Linked DNA regions of Mus musculus: region 2 is linked to region 1. A link is a contact called in public Hi-C data. All regions are on one chromosome and are shown on one strand. Each heading gives the region's core, a stretch centred on a gene start, on an enhancer-like site or on the middle of the called end of the contact. The rest is flanking DNA. Distances are from core to core; before and after follow the strand shown. Region 1 overlaps Pde4b (phosphodiesterase 4B, cAMP specific). Region 2 overlaps Pde4b (phosphodiesterase 4B, cAMP specific).

Evidence for each region. A called contact is a pair of places that touch in the nucleus more often than the background predicts.
Region 2: a contact with region 1 is called in a Hi-C map of forebrain, with 3 times the contacts expected there. The contact joins two enhancer-like sites. A contact is called at or near these places in 8 of 484 Hi-C or Micro-C datasets (the N1E-115 cell line, astrocytes, brain and 4 more) and 1 of 115 datasets of contacts at active chromatin or transcription factors (neural progenitor cells).

The regions. Positions count from the first base shown.
Region 1 is chr4:102,409,152-102,416,463 of GRCm38.p6, reverse strand. The region is part of intron 1 of Pde4b (phosphodiesterase 4B, cAMP specific); the gene reads right to left. Among named protein-coding and RNA genes, the nearest start is that of Gm52669, 65 kb to the right of the region's middle. Within about 2 kb of position 3,188, at least 30 of the 459 cell types and tissues checked have an H3K27ac peak or open chromatin away from gene starts, as enhancers often do. A contact at or near this core is called in cerebral cortex, cortical glia and forebrain, where this site is marked.
Region 2 is chr4:102,476,843-102,484,154 of GRCm38.p6, reverse strand. All of the region lies in intron 1 of Pde4b (phosphodiesterase 4B, cAMP specific), which reads right to left. Among named protein-coding and RNA genes, the nearest start is that of Gm52668, 35 kb to the left of the region's middle. Within about 2 kb of position 2,859, at least 14 of the 459 cell types and tissues checked have an H3K27ac peak or open chromatin away from gene starts, as enhancers often do. A contact at or near this core is called in cerebral cortex, cortical glia and forebrain, where this site is marked.

The sequences.
Region 1 (7,312 bases), core at 1,939-4,438:
AACCACATGTGGCTCACAACCATCTGCGATGGGATATAATGCCCTCTTCTGGTATATCTGAAGATAGCAACAGTGTACTCATATACGTTATATAAATAAATAAATAAATCTTTTTTAAAAACACGACTTAATTGGCTGAAGTAAATTACAATAAATGTTGTGCTTCTGAACATAATCTGATTATTTGGTTTTGCTTGCAAGCCAACTCCTTTAATGAGCATCTCTTTAACATGAAAAATCAGTGTCTGTGCCATTTTACTTATAAATAATAAAAGCAGCAATAATGCTGGCTCTGATCATTATAGAATTTTATACAAACAAGCAATTAAAAATAGAATTATTAAATCTGATTTTAGAGTCCCCCCCCCCAAAAAAACTTCCTTGCATATTTAGCTGCCGCCACAATCTTGTGATAAAAGTATATGTATTTCCTTTGTATGATTAAGGAAACTGATGTTCAGGCAGACTTTATATACTGCTAGAAGGACCTTTTGAGACAGTATTGCTGTTTCTATTTCGCAGATGAGTCTGACAGAGGATTTGTCTTACACAGTGTTTAACACTGTAGTAAGTAAAATGTAGGGAAGGAGTCAGGAAGACAATGACAGCTCAGCTCAGGTGATGGCCAATGACCTGCCCATAATAAAGATGAGACAACTGAGACTTTGGATCATGTCAGGTTGGATCTTCTGCTTATTATAAACATAATAGCTAGCTCATTGACTTTTATCCTAATAATTCACAATCATAAATTCTTTCCTTGGTTGATTTAATGCCCTCATCACCTTACCCACATACTATGACCAGAAGTGAGTACAGTCTGCAAGCAAATGGAGATTTGTAGCTATGGAAAAGTGGACAGTTAGCTGGCTACTCAAAACCTGATGCACCCTCTAGTAGAGCTTATTGGATTCAGTAACTAGTTCTGAATGATTAATAGTAGAGTCTGGAGATGTTCAACTCTCAATATGCCACACATTGTCAGGCTACCTTTGTGTTCAGTGTGTGTGTGTGTGTGTGTGTGTGTGTGTGTGTGTTAGACAAGGAGATCACAGGGTACCAGAATGGCAAAAATCAAAGTAGGCAAGCACACAACCCCTCAGCACCCAACATCCCTGTAAAATTGCAAGCTTGTCCCTGAGTGTTATTTTTCCAATATGGATAAAGTCAATCAAGAGGCAGAAAACCCACAAAACATCCCTGGGATGACCTCACACTCAAAACTTTCACTGAATATTCGGACAGTCCAGAGACACTCACGAACCAGCTATGATCAGGGCACATCTTTATCAGTCAAGAACACTTGGCTTAAGATGAGTCCTTTGATGAGTGCCTGCCATGAAGGAGTGTGATATGGGCATTGCTAAGTACCACAGGGTTTATGCAGATTCTCATAGACTGTAACACATTTACAATTTTGTTGCCATCAACTTTGTTTCAAAGACAATGGAATCAGATATCCAAAAGATTAAGTCATGTGCTTATGGTCACAAAGCTAGTGAATTTGAGAGTCTAGCCTAGATGTGTTTACCCATAAATTACTGATGCTTTTACACTGCCAGAAGTCTGGGTGGTAGAGCAGTGGATAAGTGGCTGATCTTTAGAACAAGGCTAAGTCACTGAACCGAAGGGTCATTTATGCAAATGGTCACAGAGTCATGTGACGCTGTAAGCAAGGAAGCCGAATGTACATAGTAGTTACAGCACAACCTCTGTAGCTTTGGAGGGAAAATGGGTAATTTATGTGAAAATACCTTGTGAATAGCAAAAGACCATCGAAATAAGAACTTCAAAATATTAGAACTTCTGCAGAAAAAGAATCTCTAAAAGGATGAATTGATTTCTTATTCAAAGAATTGAGTGTTCAACCAGATAATCACTTAGAAACAGTATCCTGATATTTTAGACTTGGGCGAGTCTCCAAAAGCTCCCACCAGGGATAGTTTCCTGCATTCAGTCTAAGAACATATTCCAACAGAAAGAAAAAGCCCATACTGTGTGTGTGTATGTGTACATGCATGTTGGGGGATACTCTACGTGGATGAATTTATGTACATGTGTGTGTGCACTTGTGCATGTGTGTGTGCGTGTCCATGTATGTCCTGGTTTTTAGATTTGCATAACCATAGCTATTAATTGGCACTGGTTCTGGGTTCAAACCTGTCATCAATTCACGCCTTGATCTGCTGTACAAATTGTTCTGTACTCAGTGTGAAAGCAAGAGCGAGGCACTTATAATAACCTCTCTGAATGATGAGTTTCCAAGACTTAGGAGAGTATACTGTAATTTCAGAAGGGAAAAGAGCCACCTTTTCATCTTCCAAAAGGTTGCTTGAGAATATTTTTTAATTCCTGCCTGACAGTGTGTGTGTCCTTTAGGATGAGACTGTGATCTGGAAACAATAACATCCCGGAGTTGAAACAGAGCTGCTCTGCGTGCTGCTGGAGGGCCACAAGCCAACTTGGCTCATCATGAAGTCTGACACAGGCACCCCCTCCTGATGTGCTTTGTTTTCATATTTAAATAAATCCTAGAGGCACAGTCGGTATAATTGGATCTTCAGAGGTACTAAGAATCAATTTGACGTTAGAAAACTTTCCTGTAAAGACAAGACCATCAGTGGCTATTGACTCAAACCTGGCCATTTTACAAATAAAGAAACTTGTTCAGAGACCTGTGTGAGGCTGCTTGGACAGCTAGAACCTTTTCCCAGTTTTGTGGATATATTAGAGGCTTGTCCCCATTAAAGATGACACTAAGTAAATTGTGTCATATGTTTAACTCTACTTACTGAGTACTAAATAAAATAATGGCAACTCAGTGGAGCAGAAAGGGAACTACACAGACCTGAATTCAAATCTCATTTAGTTTCTTAATCGGTAACAGGTAATTTAATTTCCTGGGCTTTGAGGTTTGCAACCGTAAAGCGAGGATATAATATACTGCACTATTTAAAGATCTTGAATTTGTGAGTGCCGAGAAACTAATTAAAATGGGCACAAGTAAAACAGAGGAACTATTGGGCCCTATAATGGAGCTATTGTAATAAATGAAAGGGTAGACACAGTGCCAACCTCAAGCAATACTGAATAGAAAGATTCAACAGTTCTTGGTCCCTATATCTGCGCTGTCTCTAGTCTCTATATGTCAAGCAAGCCTGTTAGTCAAGCTCTTTCACACAGGGACACAGTCATGCTCTGTGCCTCAGCCTCATGATGAGAAGGAAGGGCTCTTCCCTGCTTTAGTCTTTATTGTAAAAGTCCCATGTGGCAGCCTTCATTTGCTCATTGTTGGCAATGAGCATGTCAAGTCTTCTAGACAGCAGGTGGCAATTTCAAAGTCCCTGTTAAAACCTGCAGTGTTGCCTAGCAAACACAGAAGTGGATGCTCACAGTCAACTATTGGATGGATCACAGGGCCCCCAATGGAGGAGCTAGAGAAAGTATCCAAGGAGCTAAAGAGATCTGCAACCCTGTAGGTGCAACATTATGAACTAACTAGTACCCCGGAGCTCTTGACTCTAGCTGCATATGTATCAAAAGATGGCCTAGTCGGCCATCACTGGAAAGAGAGGCCCATTGGACACGCAAACTTTATATGCCCCAGTACAGGGGAACGCCAGGGCCAAAAATGGGAATGGGTGGGTAGGGGAGTGGGGGGGTGAGGGTGTGGGGGACTTTTGGGATAGCATTGAAAATGTAATTGAGGAAAATACGTAATAAAAAGAAAAGAAAAAAAAACCTGCAGTGTTTCGATGAGCAAGTGAGACCTCTTACCAGGGGGAAGGGTGGTGGTTATTAATGACTGAGATAACGACTATAAGTACTATAGGTACCTGCTATAGTACCTAAAGCACTATGAATCAACTATAGGTATCTAATTCAGGAAGGCAATAATCAAATAAGATGTTGGGCCTAAGTTCCCCAAAAGTAATTTTAAGTGTGTATCAGGCAAGATACAAAGTATGCAGGAGTCTCTAAAGCAATCTGTATGGTGGCAAAGGTGACATTATGCAAGTATGATAGGGTTTGGGACACAAGGCAGGGTCCTTGCAGTCACTGATAACCTTGGCACTTTATCAGGGGATTGACCAAAACAGCTTGAAAGTTCATGTTTTCTCTTCTCATCTTTGTAATTTTACAGAGGAAAGTACAAAATTCTAAGAATAGGTTCTAGAAAACAAAACAAAACAAAACAAACCTTATCTTTCATTAGAGCATGAATGAGGCCCATTGAATGGTTTGGTTTTTAAAATAATCACTCTGGAGAAATGACTGAAGAAGATAGGACAAAGGTGAACCATCCAGTCAGTGAATATTTCTGAAGACAAGCTAGGTGTTAATGGTGCTTTGCCTTGGTGAGCAGTGGCAGCGTGGTAACAGAAGTCAAATTCCAGGTGTATGTGCAAGGTAAGGCCTGAGCGAACTCACTGACTGAAATGCCTAGCCTGAGGGTAAGAGCTGAGCCCCATGTGATAAGTGGACTCCTACTTTACAGCAGAGTCCCCTCAGGTCCTGCTCCTGGCTTATGAGTTTGAGGTCCTGGTCCACAAAGGGAAGATGCTGCTATGGTCACAGATTTGGAGCTGAAGGGAAAGAATAAGATTGAAGATAAGATTCTGGCAGCCACTGGCTGCCAGACAAGCTTAAAGGCCAGAGTTCAGTTTATGTGAGAGGAGAGAGACAGGAAAGGAATTGTGGACCCTATATGTCTGGAAGATGAGCATCCACTGGTACTAGTGAGAAATCAGTGGGGCAGACTGTCTGAAGCTAAGGAGAGGGAAATGTTTGAGGAGGTACAACAGAATAGACAAGATAGTTGGTCCCAATAATCTTGACAAAAGAAGCAATGTCAGTGGAGCTATGAGCATGAAAATTGGGTTAAAAAATGGAGATGGTGAATAGGCACAGTTTGTGGGCTTTATTGTAAGTAGGGGGAGAGGTGTGGGGTTTATTTCATGAGAGATGTAGTATCTGAGGAGAGTACTGAAAACTGAGACAGTGACAAAAAACATGAAATCAGAAGAGAGATGCAGTGACAGCTTAGGAACTGAGCATATACTAAACAAAATAAATATGCATTGTCTATTTCAATGGCTGTATAAGGACCAGGTGTTTAATACCATGAACTAAGTGAATACTCACTCTGGTCTTTCTCAAACTGCATCTCACAAAGCATTCTATCATGTCCCCATCTCAAATGTTTATGATGACACCATACATGTCCTGATGGCTTCTCATTTGAGTTCCGCTTATAATACTTTCATTGTCTTCCACAATAATAGCGATTGAGTTTGAAAAGTGAAGAAATTGTTGGTATCCCAATGAGCTCACACATTTCTGTTCCTTTCACTCACTCATTCTGATGAAATCTGAAGCCAGATGAAAATGCAGATGCTGTTTGTTAGTTCTGCTGGAAGGGTGGAGCAAACGCTCCTCTGTCAAAGGCAATGATGGGTCTTGAGGCTCTTAAGGCATTAAAGCTTCAAGACTATCAGCATCAAGAAAACTTTACCAGATTTGGGTCAGAACCTTTAGACAAAATAACCTACTTTTCATTATATTTTATCAGAGACATATTTTGTATTAGCAGCCAAAAATTGTACTGAGATGCCATGGTTCCTTGGCATCTTGTAAATTTTGTACATGTGTATCCATGTGCGCGCGCACACACACGTACATCTACTGGTGACAATGGATAGGCTGTCATGTGATTAGCTATTGGTTATATTAAGGCCAATTAATGGATCTGTTGTCCAACTCTAAATTAGTTTTAAAAAATATTTGTAGGAATATTAAAATTAGTTGTCCATGAGCTATCTGTGTGGAAACAAATATGCTTACTGTTGAAATGGCCTGAAATAGTAGAAATTGGGAGTGGCCATGATGGATCATGTGAAATGGTGAGGAGGCACAAAGTGAGCATGAGCGTAAAGTAGAAGCGACATGGAGGACAGGCAGAGCAAGGGGAAGCAGAGCAACTCTGTGGAGAACAGAGGCATCCAAAGAGACAGAGCTCCTCAGCAAGAGAAAGCAACATTGACCATACTGGGTGCCAGTGTTTCCTTGGCTTCTGTCTTGATTTTAGTCCAGGTCTGGGTGCATCTCACAAACTCTAGCCCTGAAACTGGAGTAAATATCTGTGTTTTCCTTTGTGACCAGGACTAAGTGGGGAGGTGGGACACTTTTTAGCTGCATTTACTCACTTCTTCATTAAAGCTAAGAGGAAAGAGTAGTGGCTGGGAAGGAGAGACGGGGCGGGATGGGAGGAGGAGAGGCAGAGAGGGTGGATGGGAGGAGAGAAAGAGAGATGGTGGGATGAGGAGAGGTTGGGGGTAAGGAGAGATGTGAAGGGAGGAGAGACAGGGGATGTAGAGTAGAGAGGGGGAGAGGCAGGGAGAAGAGAGGCGGGGGAGGTGAGGCAGAGATAGGAGAGGCAGGGGAAGGAGAAGAATAGGAAGAGAAGGAAGGGGAAGGAGTCTGTGTTTTCATCACACAGAAGGAAAGACAGGCAGAATCCTTTTTCCTTTAGAAATAAAGCATGCGGAGCATCCTTTAGACTTGACAGACTTCCTGCCAGTTGCTGGGCACTGCAGCTTGCATGCTATAGACACAAAATGAGCAGAAAAGCATGCTTAATTCAAGAACTATCTTATGGACCAAAGAAACAAGTAGATGGCAACAAAGAGCAGAGTCTAGAACAACCCCAGGGACATCATGGCTTCTCTGAGGCCCCTTATCTTACACTCTTTATCTACTTATCAGTTCTTTCTCCAAGTTGTCCCTCACTTGTGCTCAGAGCTCATTCTATAGGAGCAGAAGGGCAATGGCAGATCTATGTCATACAGAACTACTTGGATCCACCCATAAACCCATCAAGAACATCTTACTAAGTGGTACTGTGGCACATGTTGAGACCATAAAGAGGAAAAGATGTTTTCTGTGGGACGTCAGTCTAGTGTCAAACAGTAAGCAGAAAAGCAAGAAAGGATGAAAACCCAAAATGTGTCAGGTACAGGATGCTATGGGACCTGAGGAGAAACCCCTACCACCTTAATCTGCAAGGGAGATCAGTGTAGCTAAGTCTTAAAGGAGGAAAAAAAGAAAGCAGACAAAAAGGAAGCAGAGAAGGGATTTTGAAAGAGTCCTTAGCACAGGTATCTGACATTTCTTCCAGATGCATTTTCTGATAGGTTAATTCTAAACCCAAATAATGAATTACCAGCATGGCATGCATCCGGCATCTTAGCAACTGAGCTATTTTTGGATCCACTGCCCTCCTTCATGCTCCTCACATCACGCCACATACGCT
Region 2 (7,312 bases), core at 1,610-4,109, 68 kb before region 1:
TAAAGAGTGGCCATACAGCCAACGTCTTAAACTCCAGCAAGTTTGGCAAGACCAAAAGGTGAGTGTTTGGGATGCCAGGCAGTCTGTAGCTTGAGTGCTTTGGTCAGTGCTCATGTGATGCCACTCACTGTTATGACTATCAATGCTCTCTGGACTTACATCAGCATCTGGCCAAGTATGCAAAACCCTTAAGACTTTTTTCCATGAGTTTTCTAGTAGGGCTCATTTGTCTTTCTGCTATCAGCCTTCCTGTGTGCAGAGGCTACATTCACAAAACAGTAGCAGAAGAAAGTGAGACTGGGGGAAGGGTGCTCTGCCACACTTACGAAGCACGTGGGCCCATATGAGCTGACACTAGATCCCTCCCCACACAAACTCTTTCCTCTTTGGTTTTCTTTTCTTTTTCTCCTTTACCCTGTAACCCCATAGCCTGAACTCAAAAGGGAGGTAGCTTGCTGGAAATCAGAAGAAGCCAGGAAGAGGTCTCAGTTGTAGAGAAGAAGTTTCAGTGAGACAAAGGGCCTTTCACATTCCCTGGGGCACTGTTTCAAAGCAACCAGCACAGATGTTCGGCTTCGGAACAAACGTGAATCACCAACCAGACACCAGCCCCAGTCACAGCAAAAATTAGTGGGCAGACATCACAATACATCCCACAGATCAAGGGAGCAAGGGGGCAGCGATGGCCAAGAGAAAGACTGAAGGGGGCTTTAACAAGTGAAATGAATATACCACACAAACCAGAATACAATCAGGAAGAAAAGGGAACCCGCAATGGTAGAAACAAACACATAAACAGTGTCATTTATCTAGGGCATTTCCTGTCTCTGCCTTGATCAGGACACACATTTCAAGTTTAGGCTTCTTTAGATTCAAGCATTATATAAGCAGTATAAGAAAGCTCTATAAAACATAGATAGAAGAAGAAAAGTGCCATTGCTAGTAGTTCAGTATTTTCTATCCACGTGTATGTATGTGTATATATGTGTACACACAATATGTCTATATTGTGTATGTGGATGAGTGAATGGTGTGCATGTATGTGTTGGGGGGGGTGGTTACCCACCATCACATGCATGCAGAAGCCAGAGGTCAATGGCAGATGCCTTTCTCGGTTGTTCTCTATTTACCAGGGTACTTCCAGGGCTCTCTGCCTGTCTCTACCCCTACCTCTACTCTAACGATGCACTTACAGACACATACTGTTTCTTCACCAAGGTTTTACATTGGTTCTGAGGCTCCAAACTCAGGTCCGTATCCCTCCACGGCAAGCAATCTACGAGCTGAGCTCTCTTCCCAGCCCCCATCTGAACATTTTTCATATTGATTTGAATATAGATTTTTAGAAGCTTTTACCATTCACTGTGGCTTCTAGAATTACAACTTCCCATGTACTGCTGAATTGTTCATCTAGCAAGCTATACCACAATTTTCAGAACCATCTTACGTTTGGTGACTGTATTTGTGATTCCAAGTAGTACTGGTGCTGGTGTAGTTAAGGTTGAACATCTACCATTCGTGAAGTTACATTGACATTTCAGGTGAATTTGGAGGATGCAGCATATACATTTCTGACTTTGTGAGTAGCCATATGCTTGTAAGGAAGAGGTTGTCCATGTCCAACACGAGGACTGGTTAAAGACACCTTCCTTCCAGGACAAGAGACCTATCCTAGCAGGCTTGCTCACCCATCTCCAGAGCATTGTATGCAGCCTCTCTACTTGGTTGGGCCTGCTTCTCCTGGTCCCATTGGCATCCCTACACAGCCAAGGGAATTTTGTCTAATATCTAAAGCTTTAACAGCTGTTTTCTGCTTAGTGGGAGATCTCTGCTGCTTGGGCAGTAGTGACATTCCTGGAACTGGCAGCCTTTCCCACTGCTGCCTCTAGTACAAGGCTCTATTCTAATATCATCTTGGATCACCTTTTCCAGGGATCCTCTCTGGCACCGCAGTGCCACACTGATGGCCGCCTCTCCTCTGTGCTCCCTCACAGTTCTTTATGTAGAACAATTGTTTTTGCTGTTCCCAAGAGCTCAATTCCAGAAACACCCATCCCATTCCAAACCCCAAAGATGTGGGTGCTTAGGTCCCTTTTATGAAATGGCTTAGTATTGACATGTAATCTCCACAGCTCCTCCTGTGTAACTCCAATCATTTTAGGGCTTATGTATTATATAAAATGCAACGCAAATTTAGGTACACAGTTACTATACTCCATTCTTTAAGGCACAGTAAGAAAATATAGTCTGTACATATTTGTTACAGATACATATTTCCCCAACTGTTTTCTAGCCACGATTGACTACATCCTAAAACCCATGGATATGCTGGACTAACTATAGCATGAGAATACCTGCAGGTCTCTGTTTAATTCTCCATTTATTTGAATGCTTCCCAATGCATTGTCATAGTCAAGGGAGGCAATATTACCTGTTTTTGTGTCCCAGATATTTGGGTCAGAATCTTGCAAATAACAGATCCTTTGGGAAAAAAGTGTTTCCTGAACCAATTAAAGACTACTGGCATCCACTGAAACATGTTTCTCCTGGCCTCTTTCTCCTTCTCACTCCCTACCCTTGCTTCTGTCATCTTTAGCATTGACTTCTGTTGTTGCCTTCAAATGGATCCATAAAGAATGTGACTTTCCTTGATGAGTCTGATGTGGTAATGATGTAAGAATAAAATCTGAAAGAAACACAATTGTGTTTTCCCTAAAACAAGCTTATGGAGTACCACACTACCAGCTTCAGTAGGCTTTGTGGTAAAGCAGGGTCATCATCTGCCTCACACCTCCTCTGACAGTGTCGCCTCTCATCCCTTGGAATCTTTGCTAAGCCAACTTTGGGCTGGTGACAAGAAGGAGCCAGCAGATGGCAGAAGGCACCACTGTTTCTCATGGTTTCCTGGCCTCCAATTTAAGCCCTTGAAGGAAGATGAGAAGTCAAACTTCCTGAGCCTGGAAGGAAAAAAATCAGAGATAAAGAAGAGAAGTGCAAGGTGTGCATGAAGCCTTTGATTAAACCAGGAGCAGCTCTGCCTTCAGGAATTCAAGCTGAACTGGGAGGCCACTGAATGGCCTTGCCATTGTCCCTAGGGGGATGCTGTCCTGACTCCCAATTACCTGCACAAGCCTGCTGTCTGTAATGAAGAGCCATAAAGCAGAGTCCTAGGGATAGGTCAGTTCTGATTCAGTGGAAACGGTCTCTAGCTGAGTTCCTTTGACGGACTCTAACAAATCTTCCCACTGGAAAGACAAACTCTATGAAAAAAGATTTAAGCGCTCGGGTCAGCAGAGCTGCACACTGCCCTGGGGACTGAGCTCCGCTTTTCCTTCTGCTGTCTTTTTTAAAGCAACTCACCGAGCATCATCTGCATCATTTAATCCTCACAGTTTGCTAGGCTTATTCCTTGTGACCTATTTGAAAGAGGGAAAGAACGAAGGCTCTAAAGTATACAACTTCATTTGAAGTGACCTCTTTTTTTTTTATTATTATACTGTTATATAATCTGTGCCCTAGGCCCTTTCCTCCACAAGGCATTTTTGTCTCAGAGTTTGTCATGTTGGACTGTCTTCCTGGGCTTAGTGATCTTTCTTCCTTCAGACCACAGCCTCCTAGAAGCAAGACTTATGCCTTAATTCATTTCTGTATTTCTAGAACCTGGAGCTGACTCTCATATCAGAACACACATACATAGTTGTTGGATGAATGCAAGAATCCCACAGTTGACATCTCTTATCTGACAGGCCGATCCACTTGGGTCAAAATGTTTGTCAGTCAAAGACTGCAGTGGAGTACTTGAGTCGAGCTGATCTAATCCTCTGACATTAACCTTCCTTCCCCATCCTCCCCACAACACCTGAGAATGCCACCCTAGGAGCATCAGTGTCTAGAGTTTGTACACATATTATATATATGTGGGAATGTTGTTCACACAACCAAAAAAAAAAAACCAGTCTCATCAATGTTCTATTAGAAAAGTTTTTCCCCCCATTTATACTTAGATTAACATCTTCAAACACTTGCTTAACATTTGAAAAGTAAAAATAACCATTTGACTATTTCCTTGATATTTACACTGGCCAGTACTTCTCTCTGGTCCTGTAGAAGAGAAGCTAGACAGGGATCCTCGCCTCTACTCACAGTAACAGAGATCCACATTTATAGAACCAACCGGTGGCTTTCCTAACGAAAAGCTTAACTGTACAAAAGCACAGACATCATGATGATGAGTCCATGCCCTAGGCAGAGCAGAACTTCTCTGGGCATAGTAACAACAGACTCGTGCCATGTTGCCTTGAGAATCCACTTCTAGAGTCTATGACTCTCCTTCCAGACACCATGAGGAGAAGTCTAGTGGTCAGCTCATCTGCATTCTAGAAGCAGCTTCCTACTGATGTGTTTTTCTTCCCCAGGAGGTTGGAAAGTTGCATTAATTGGCAATAATTCCACATAGACTTTACCAGGGATAGTGCTGGAATGCTGAAGAGCTCTGGCTCGGGGGGATCTGGCTTCTAGTGCCCACTCTGGAGGGAATACACCGAAACAGGGGCTCCCTGTACTCTGACCCCACACTTCAATATGAAATGGATCTGTGAGGGAAAAGATCTCTGGGGTGCCTCTAAGATGAGACGTCTCGTGGATGTTTTCTTAACAGAAAAAGATTTTTAAGTGTGAATCTGCAGTAATGGTGCCGAAGGGCACTCAGCAAACATTTAGTAGCACCCTCTCTAAAACAAGGCATGGTTCTTACTCTGTGGTTAAAGCAACATAGAAAAGGGTCCCTTAAGGAAGAATTAGCAATAGAAAATTATAATCAAAAAATGATATGTGTAGATAACATTAATGCCATGAAAAAAACCCTCAATAGTGTGCTGAGCACGTTCACCCTATATGGTTAAGAGCCCTCTCCTGATTCCCCACAGAGGCGCCATCTGCTTTCTTCAGATGGTATCTGAGCTAAGATAGAGCAGGGGTCGTGACAGGGTATCATTGGATCCTGCCATCTCTCCATTTCCACACTTGCTTTTAACTGGAGAACTGGGTCAGACAATAGTCGAGTCTATATTCTGCAATGATTGCTAAGTTGCTGAGTCAGCTTTTTCCACGCTTTTCCTCTTCTGCGAGTGTTACCGCCCCTCACAGCTGCACCTGTACCGATATCCAGGTGTTTGTTTGTGTCTATCAAAGCATTTGTCCTGTGTGACTCTTCTCTGCTCATTGGTCCCCAGGGGGACCCTGCTCCTCAAGAACATAGAACACCTTGTATACACATGCACACACACCCCCACAGACACACAAAGAGACAGAGAGACAGAGAAACATGATCAATCTAACACAAAAGTAAAATCATGATGTAGTCCCAAGAGTAAATTCTAACCTTCTTTCTGTGGCCCCCGACACATCTACTCACAGCACCCTTCCTCTGTTCTGAAGAATTCAGCCTCAGGCTGCTTTGATTGAGGAGCAGGCCAAACCCTAGTTCAGGAAAAGTGTTAAGTAACGATTCCTTGATGAATGCATAAACTCTGGCTTCTAACCCTGATTAACCTCTTGTTCATTGTGTGACTGTTTTTCTTATTCTCTAGCTTTGGAGTAAGTTACCTACTAGACAGTTTCTTTTTCAAACTACTATTTAAACAGCTCCCCTTTCCCCCACAACATCTCTCGTAGCTCTGTGCCATTTAATTAATTAATTTTTTTCAAAATTGCTTTCCATTCTTATCAACTCTAAGGCAATCTGTTGCACTTGCCAATGGCTTAACTAGCAGTGCCTGGCACTTGACTGGAACACAGCACTAATTCTTAGCAGCTGCCTGTTCTGTGGATTAATGAATAACTGAAGACCAGTGATGCTCCTGGCGACTCCCAAACGCCAAGCTTACTAGCTTCTTGGACTTTCATTCATCTGGGGGAGGAGCTGTCTTAGCCATTTCCTAACTAAGTGAGCTGCCACACAATTTCTAAAGCAATTCAAATCTAAAACAAAAGTTGACCTTTCCTTCAGTCTCTGCTCCATTTTTTATCCCTGTGTTTCCTTTAGACAGGAACAATTCTGGGTTAAAGATTTTAAGAAAGGTAAATGGCCCTATCTCTCAACTGGGGGCCATGTCTATCTACTGGAGGTGGTCTCTTCAGAGACTGTCCCACCTTGGCATCCATCCCATCTGCAGATTCCAAACCCCAACACTGTTGCTGATGCCAGGAAGTGCTTGTAGACAGGAGCCTGGTGTAGCTGTCCTCTGAGAGGCTCTGCTAGCACCTAAGACTGATGCGATACTCACAGCCAACCATTAGACTGAGGCCAGGGACCCCAATGGAAGAATTAGGGGAAGGGCAGAAACAGCTGAAGGGGATTGCAACTCCATAGGAAGAACAACAATATCAACTAGGCAGACCCTTCAGAGCTCCCAGGGACTAAACCACCAACCAAGGAGTATACATGAGTCATCCATGGCCCCACTATGTATACAGCAGAGAACTGCCTTCTCTGGCATCAATGGGAAGGGAGGCGCTTGGTCCTGTGGAGGCTTGTTGCTGAAGCAAAGGGGGATGAAAGGGGGGGGGTGAAGCAGGAGTGGGTGGGTGGGTGGGGAAGCACCCTCTTAGAGCTAAAAAGGAGGGGGGATGGGGTGGGGGAGTTGCAGAGGGGAGACCAGGAAGGGGAACACATTTGAAATGTAGATAAATAAAATAATTAATAAAAAATGTTAAAGGTTGATATAAATCTTGTCACAGATTTGAAACACATTTTTGTGCTTATTACTGTGAGTTGATTTTGAAAATGAGATTATTTTCCCATTAGGCATCAGAAGCCATTGGCCTTTCAAAGGCACTGGAAAAATGAGGGGTCGGTCTGAAAGCTGTGTTCCCAATTCTGCTTGAAAATGCAATTGCTTAACATTTAAGGGATTTTATATTTTAAATTACTGAGTGTATTCTCTCTGGGATAAGCAGGCCACATATCTCCTTTTTAGTTGAGGTAGAAGGGCTAGAAGGTGTGGTAGTAACTCAAATAATAATCATGAAATTGGAAATCAATGCCTCAGCCACCACTCTGCAGAGCCGCGAATAGCGTTTACGTCAGTTAACATCTGGGCCCCAAATGTTATCAGTCTTGAGCTCTGCACCTGCAGACAGCCTGACATTTGGATTTGAAATATGTGCTTTGGGAGGAAGAAGCAGGGAGAAGAGCGGGAGGAAAAAGACATGAGATCAAGTGGAAAAATAAGATTCCAACGTTGCTTCTTCTCTCTGAGGCAGACTGGACAGAAAAACTGTACTTCTTCTTCCCAAAGATGCTGGGCACATT